2 separate regions of the Oryctolagus cuniculus genome follow, and region 1 is linked to region 2. The links are chromatin contacts, called in public Hi-C maps. All regions are on one chromosome and are shown on one strand. The core of a region is the stretch at or near the end of the contact, and the rest is flanking DNA. Distances in the headings are between cores, read along the strand shown.

Region 1 (3,232 bases), core at 298-2,797, 100 kb before region 2:
ACAGGGTCAGACTGTCAAAAGCAGCAACGCTCCACCGATAACTGTTAGCATTCCTGTGCTAACAAGGATGTGCCTGTCTGTAACTCATGCTCATGTTGAGTGTTACATAAACAAAACAGGAAAGGTCTTTAAAAGTTGAAAAGGGTGACCTATGAATTGGTTGAGCTGAAGGCAGGAGCAGGTTGGAAAAGAAAAACCAAGGATTCAAGAGAAAACTCTTGGGAAAGAAAGTGTGTGTCCATAAACTAGGATTTCAAGTTAAGCATTAAGATAATCACAAAAGACCCCATGAGAAGTGGTCAAATGCAGTGGTTTATAGGAGAAACTGCTGCTTAAAGACAAGGTAGAGCTCTGACAGTTGACTGTCCCCACCCCCACAAAACACTTGCCAAGAGGATAAAGCAAAAGCTGATTGCTGAATGTGCTATTGTAAGACACATCTAGAACCAACTGTCAAAGACTCCTTTATATTTATCATGGGCAAATTATATTTTTCAAGAGCTGTTTCCTTAAAAGGTGGGGTCCAAAAGGAGGAAGAAAATCACAATGTTTGGGGAAGTTACTTTCGAGTAGGTCATCTCCTCCCTAATCAGACAGGAGTGGTGGCCTGGCCCCTGCCCCTCTCAGGGCTGCCAGCTCCTCCCTCCCTTAGGTCCCTGCTCAATGTCACCTGCCCAGGCCAGTACAGAAAGCAGCAGGGGCCTGCTCCATCCTCTTATCCTACTTTCGTCTTTATAGCTATTATCACTTTCCTGAAATTAAATTACACACTTGTTTATCTGTTACTGTCTCACACTTCCGCTGGGACAAAAGCTTTATGAACTCAAGACTTCAGCTCGCTGTTTTAGGATCTGGAAAACCACGTCATTAGCTGGGATCAATGTCCACTGAGTACATGAAAGTAGCAGAATAATAAAGCCCATAAAAAAGCATGTCAGAAGAAGAGCCTAACAGAAAATGGGCGGGATTATTAAAAACTCTGCCAACAACAACTTATGCGTAAGGAAATATTTATATTTATGTATAGTATGTGATTTATGAAAAAAAAAGCCCGAGATACTCAAATGAATGAAGCTCCTAGAGAAAATTCTGGACAGTATTTAAGTCTGCCCACTTCTCCAGCGAGGTTCCGTAGCGGACCAGCTCTGGCTCCCCTCACTGCGCCGGCTAATTCCTGGGGATCCTTAGCCAGGGGGCTGGGCGCGCCCTCCCTCTTTCATAAAATGTATTCTTGTCGCTATTTGATTGGCTGTCCGTCCCATAGTCCCCTTACTTATTGGTCTATCCCGCCGTCCGTCACTCCTGGATTCGAGCATTCTATTGGTCCGCTGTAGCAGACAGCCGGCCGCAGGCCGCAATCAAGTAGGAGGAGTTCCCTGGTGACGTCCAGGGCGCTCCCCGCCCACATTCCAAAGACTAGGCGGACTCTTCGGGCTGCCCCTGCTTTCTGGGCGGGACTGAGAGGGGAGACAGACTTATGATTGGGTCCTGAGGACGAAGCGGGTATCCGATTGGTCACTGCTCTGGAGGGAGGTGGGGTCGCAGCTGGGCTCCGGAGCAAAGCTGAGAAGCCCAGGGGAGCCTCAAAGTTTGTGTCTGGAGCAGTGGTGGAGAGGGGCTTGTTGCGAAGGGGTTTTCTTGGGATGGGAGCCGATCTCCTGCCTTCACTCTGCACGCACGGCCTGCCTTGAGCCCCGGGCGGCTTGTGTTCCCCGCAGTCTCTCAGCTCCCCGAGGGCGCCGCTCGGGAGCCCTGCCTCGGAGCCTCAGCCGCGCACACCCCCGAGGGCGCGGGACCTCGCGGGCGCGAGACGGCTGTGCCCGGCCGCCGCCTGCCCTCGGCATCCCCGGCCCTGCGCGCTCGCACCGCCATGGAGGTGCTGGAGAGCGGGGAGCAGAGCGTCCTGCAGTGGGACCGCAAGCTGAGCGAGCTCTCGGAGCCCGGGGAGAGCGAGGCCCTCATGTACCACACGGTGAGCACTCCGCGGCGAGGCCCGGGAGGCCAGCGCTGGGGAACGCGCACGGCCCGAGCCCGAGGTCCGGGGAGCGGGGCAGCTCTTCCGTCTGAACCCACGGAGGCGGCAGTGCTCTGTTAAACTTTCCCCAAGAGCAGCAGCGCTTCGTATGCTCGCCTCCCCCGCCCTTTTCTGATCTGTCACATCTTTCCTATTGCTGACAGTGCTGTAATGCGGGCGCGGGGGTCGGTGTGCGGAGAACCGCACGCTGTTGAGTTCGGTGGGTGGGCGAGTGGCGTTCCGATCTGCCCGCTCCTCTCCCCCTCCCTCTGTCTTCTTGTTTGCATGTAGACATTTTAAAGACGTGTGTGTGTGTGTGTGTTGAAAAGTGTTCTGCACAGGAGGAGGAAGGCTGTCGTATGCGTTTTCTTAAACCGTGCACTCGAGAAATCCGCTCCTCCCCCTCTTCAGAGGGAAGGCCGGCAGAGGAGGATGGAAAATCTGAGGGAGCTGCGGGTCTGAGAAAGGCTGTGTGTGTGTGTGTGTGTGTGTGTGAGAGAGAGAGAGAGAGAGAGAGAGAGAGAGAGAGAGAGAGAGAGACAGACGCGAGTGAGAAGCGGCCCTTGGCTTCTCCCTTTCGGGGTTCTTCTAATGGGGTCAGTACCAGGATATTTGAAACTTTTGCAAAATGGCCTGCAGGCCCCACCTCTCTGGCCTTTGCCTCTGGCTGACGTTATTTTGGGAAGAGGGATGAGGGCCTCCTTTGCTGACTCCCACCAGAGTGTGTGTGGTGGCTGAGAATGGCTTGTTTAAAAAGTGCAGGGTGCAGGGCTCCGAGGCAGTGGAAGTTCATGGAGCGGTGCGGTGGGGAGGAGGAAGCCAGATGTGGCCTGGGATCCTCAGGGTGTGCTCTGAGCCGGGCCCCGGGAGACCCTGTGGGCTGCATTGGAATCAGGGGCCCAGAGGTGCTTTCTGTCTTTGGGAAGGAACTTGGAGCATGTTGGGTGTCGGGTATCTTCTGTTTAGGGGGCGCTCCAGATGTCTCTAGTGAAACAGGCCACCTTTTAACCGGGTCTGGAGCAGCTCTGCTCTTTCTCAAACCTGTGGTTCTTTTGCTGTGAAGATGTCTCCTCCCGCAGTTGGAACGCCACGGCTTTGGGGTGATCTTCCGGTTGGTGGGAGGGATCCACATTGCCCTTCGTGACTTGTGTTTGTGAGATCACGGGCCAGGGTTTGGGATGTCACCTGTGGCTATGGCAGTACCTCCTGGAAGTGCAG
Region 2 (3,245 bases), core at 560-3,059:
CTGACTTTGGCCTGGTCCAGCACTGGTAGTTGCAGATACTTGAGCAGTGAACCAATGGACGGAGGAGTTCTGTCTCTGTCTCTGTCCCTCTCTCTGTGACACTGCCTTTCAAATAAATAAATAAATAAATCTTAAAAAAAAAAGTGGAGTAGCCAGGATTAGAAGCCTCACTCTGATATGGGATGTGGGCATACCAAGCAATGGCTTAACTGGTTCTTATTATCAGATGCATCTTGCTTTTTTAATACATGTTGCAGCATGGTTTAGAAAGTGTCATAACTGTGACAGTGATCTCAGAGTGGCTTCTGGGGTCACTGGAGAAATGTTTCAAGAATCAAGTAAGTGGAAGTCCTTCCTCATTATCTTGGATAAGCAGGGATAAGGGAATTCAATATCCTTGATCACATCAGAGTTTCTAGGCAAAGTGGCCTGCTGTCCCCAGCTCTTGCAGTAACCCACGAGGACCATATCAAATGATGTTTGGAAATCTCATACTAGTAACTCTCTGTAGGTAGGAAAGATGAGATTCAAGTTTGTTTCACTCATTTTTCCTGTTATCCAATTCTCATTTTTTTGTGGGATACAAGGAGAAAAGTGCAAGGGTACTTCAAAAGTTTGGGAAAAATGAAATTAAAAGGTGTTTGTGTAATGCAAAACAGTTAGAAACCCACGCATAATCTTTTCATAATACATAATTGCCATGAATTTGTTGAATACCACTTATATGTGTATAGCTCGAAATTTTTTTGTACCAAAATAATTTATTTTTAATTCCATTTTCCCTTTTCCATTAACTTTTTGAAGAACCTGTATAGAATAATTTGACTTCAACAATAAATAAATAGATAGATAGATAGATAAAAAGAATAATTTGACCTCTGCAAATAAAGATACCAGGGAGCTCTAGGTATGATTTGTTATTTTAGGGGAATATAATAGCATAGACCATTAGAACCCCTAACTGATTACTGTCTGAGTTTTAGTTTTCTTTTTTTATTTGAGAGTTGAGGGTTGAGGGTGGAGGTAGACAGAGCTTCCGTCTGCTTGTTTACTCCCCAAATGTCCAAGTGGCTTCAATCCAGGTCTCCCATGTGGGTGGCAGGAACCCAGTGACTGGAGCCACCACTGCTGTCTTCCAGGGATCTATGTTAGTGGGAAACTGGAGTCAGGAGCCAGAGCCAGGATTCTGATATGGGATACAAGCTACCTACCTTTCCTCCCTCCCTCCCTCCCTCCCCCCCCTCCCTTCCTTCCTTCCTTCCTTCCATTTTTCTTTCTCTCTCTTTTTAAATCATACAGTTCCATAGTACTCATGACATTGGGAAAAGCTTGGTTAGCATAAACCCCCAGCTTTCTAGCCAAGCACGTACGTATGTGAGGCACATACTTAACTCTCCTTAGCTCCCTGCAGCTGTCGGCAGGATTGTTGTGAACAGAGAGGATCACTTTAGAATCAATATTCTAGTTTTAAGAATGCCATAGGCACTACGTAGTCCAGGGAGTTCTTTTAGCAAGACACTGGCAGGGAAGAAGGGAAATAAGACGCATCCAGAGAAAAGTAGTATGTTGGAAAAAGAGAGACAGGAGGAGAATGATGAAGAGGAAGAAAATGTGCTGGGAGGGGGGTGCCTTGGGGGCAGTGAGAGCCAGTACTGTTGTGAACTTGGATATTTAGGTGTCGCAGTGGGAGAGAGAGCTGCCTGAGTGTAGCTTGGAGTCTCAAGAGCCACTGTGGGTGGTTTCAGTTGTCTGAGGTCAGTAGTTGTATCTCAGAAAGTCCTCCCCATCGGCAGTACCTTGGGCAGCCTCCAAGGTAAGAGGAGATGGAGGGCTGAGGCCTGACCGTGACCTCAAGCAGTCCTCTGGCTGCGCAAACCTAGATATGTGTAAGGCAGCCAGGCGCTGTGCCCAGTTCAGAGCAGCTACACTGAGGGCTCTATTGTTCTGGGGGCTCCAGGAAGGGTTGGGGGTGAAGGGTTTCCCCAAAGTTATCTCCCTTGGCTCAGTAACAGGGGCTGGCTCAACAGAAGCACCCACTGTTCAGGAAAAGCTGGAGTGAGACCTGAGAGTGCTTTCATTCAGGCTGAACCCAGATTGGCTCTCCTGCGGAGGCCCCTTCCTGGGGCCCTGATGATGCCTGATGGACACCCACCAGTGACCCAGAGGCCCTGGAAGAGGGTGCACTGCACCCTGAGGAAAGACACAGGCTGCGCTCCTACTTGCAGGGGGCCGTGGGAAGGCTCTGCTGCACTCCCATCTATTTTCCCTGTGCCTCCTCATCTCTCGGAAGATGGATTTAGTATTTTCTGGATGAAGAATGCCTGGCATCTTGCCTGCAGAACCTACCTTGCACACTCCTCCAGAAACAAATGCGCTTTCTCCATGCAGCCATTGGCAACTCTCCATGGGCTCCTAGGTTTTGCTATGTCTTAAGAGATTCTCCTTTAAAGTGCACAACAAAACAGCATGATTTATAAGTCAAACTACATAAGCCATCTTTTTTTTTTTAAAGATTTATTTATTGGGGGCCGGCGCCATTGTATAGTAGGTTAATCCTCTGCCTGCGGCACCGGCATGCTATATGGGCGCTGGTTCTAGTCCCAGTTGCTCCTCTTCCAATCCAGCTCTCTGCTGTGGCCTGGGAAAGCAGTAGAAGATGGCCCAAGTGCTTGGGCCCCTGCACCCAAATGGGAGACCAGGAAGAAACACCTGGCTCCTGGCTTCGGATCGGCACAGCTCCGGCCATTGTGGCCACTTGGGGAGTGAACCAATGGAAGAAAGACCTTGCTCTCTCTCTCCCTCTCACTGTCTGTAATTCTACTTCTCAAATAAATAAATAAATAAATCTTTTTTAAAAAGATTTATTTATTTATTTGAAAGTCAGAGTTACACATACAGAGGAGAGGCAGAGAGAGGTCTTCCATCTACTGGTTCACTCCCCAATTGGCCACAACAGCCGGAACTGTGCCAATCCAAAGCCAGGAGCCAGGAGCTTCCTCAAGGTCTCTCACGTGGGTGCAGGGGCCCAAGGATTTGGGCCACCTTCTACTGACTTCCTAGGCCATAGCAGAGAGCTGAATTGGAAGTGAAGCTGCCAGGACTCGAACCAGCACCCATATGGCACTGTGGGCGGCGGCTTTACCCACTATGCCACAGCGCAGGCCCCCATAAGCCATCTTATAAATAAGCCATCTTATAAATACAGTCTGAAAAGTCTTGCTGAGACTCTGCCATAATCTCCCCTA

What was found. Hi-C and Micro-C count contacts between places; a contact is called where the count stands out from the background.
Region 1: a contact with region 2 is called in a Hi-C map of skin fibroblasts, with 2.4 times the contacts expected there. The contact joins the promoter of CREB3L2 here to the enhancer-like site in region 2. A contact is called at or near these places in 4 of 6 Hi-C or Micro-C datasets (ear pinna, psoas muscle, skin fibroblasts and 1 more).

What each region holds. Positions count from the first base shown.
Region 1 is chr3:173,794,251-173,797,482 of mOryCun1.1, reverse strand. It overlaps CREB3L2 (cAMP responsive element binding protein 3 like 2), which reads left to right and starts at 1,547. Exons shown (of 13, transcript XM_008258046.4): 1 at 1,547-1,972. The coding sequence starts at 1,871.
Region 2 is chr3:173,693,750-173,696,994 of mOryCun1.1, reverse strand. The region is part of intron 5 of CREB3L2 (cAMP responsive element binding protein 3 like 2); the gene reads left to right. Among named protein-coding and RNA genes, the nearest start is that of DGKI, 67 kb to the right of the region's middle. Within about 2 kb of position 1,809, at least 1 of the 8 cell types and tissues checked has an H3K27ac peak or open chromatin away from gene starts, as enhancers often do.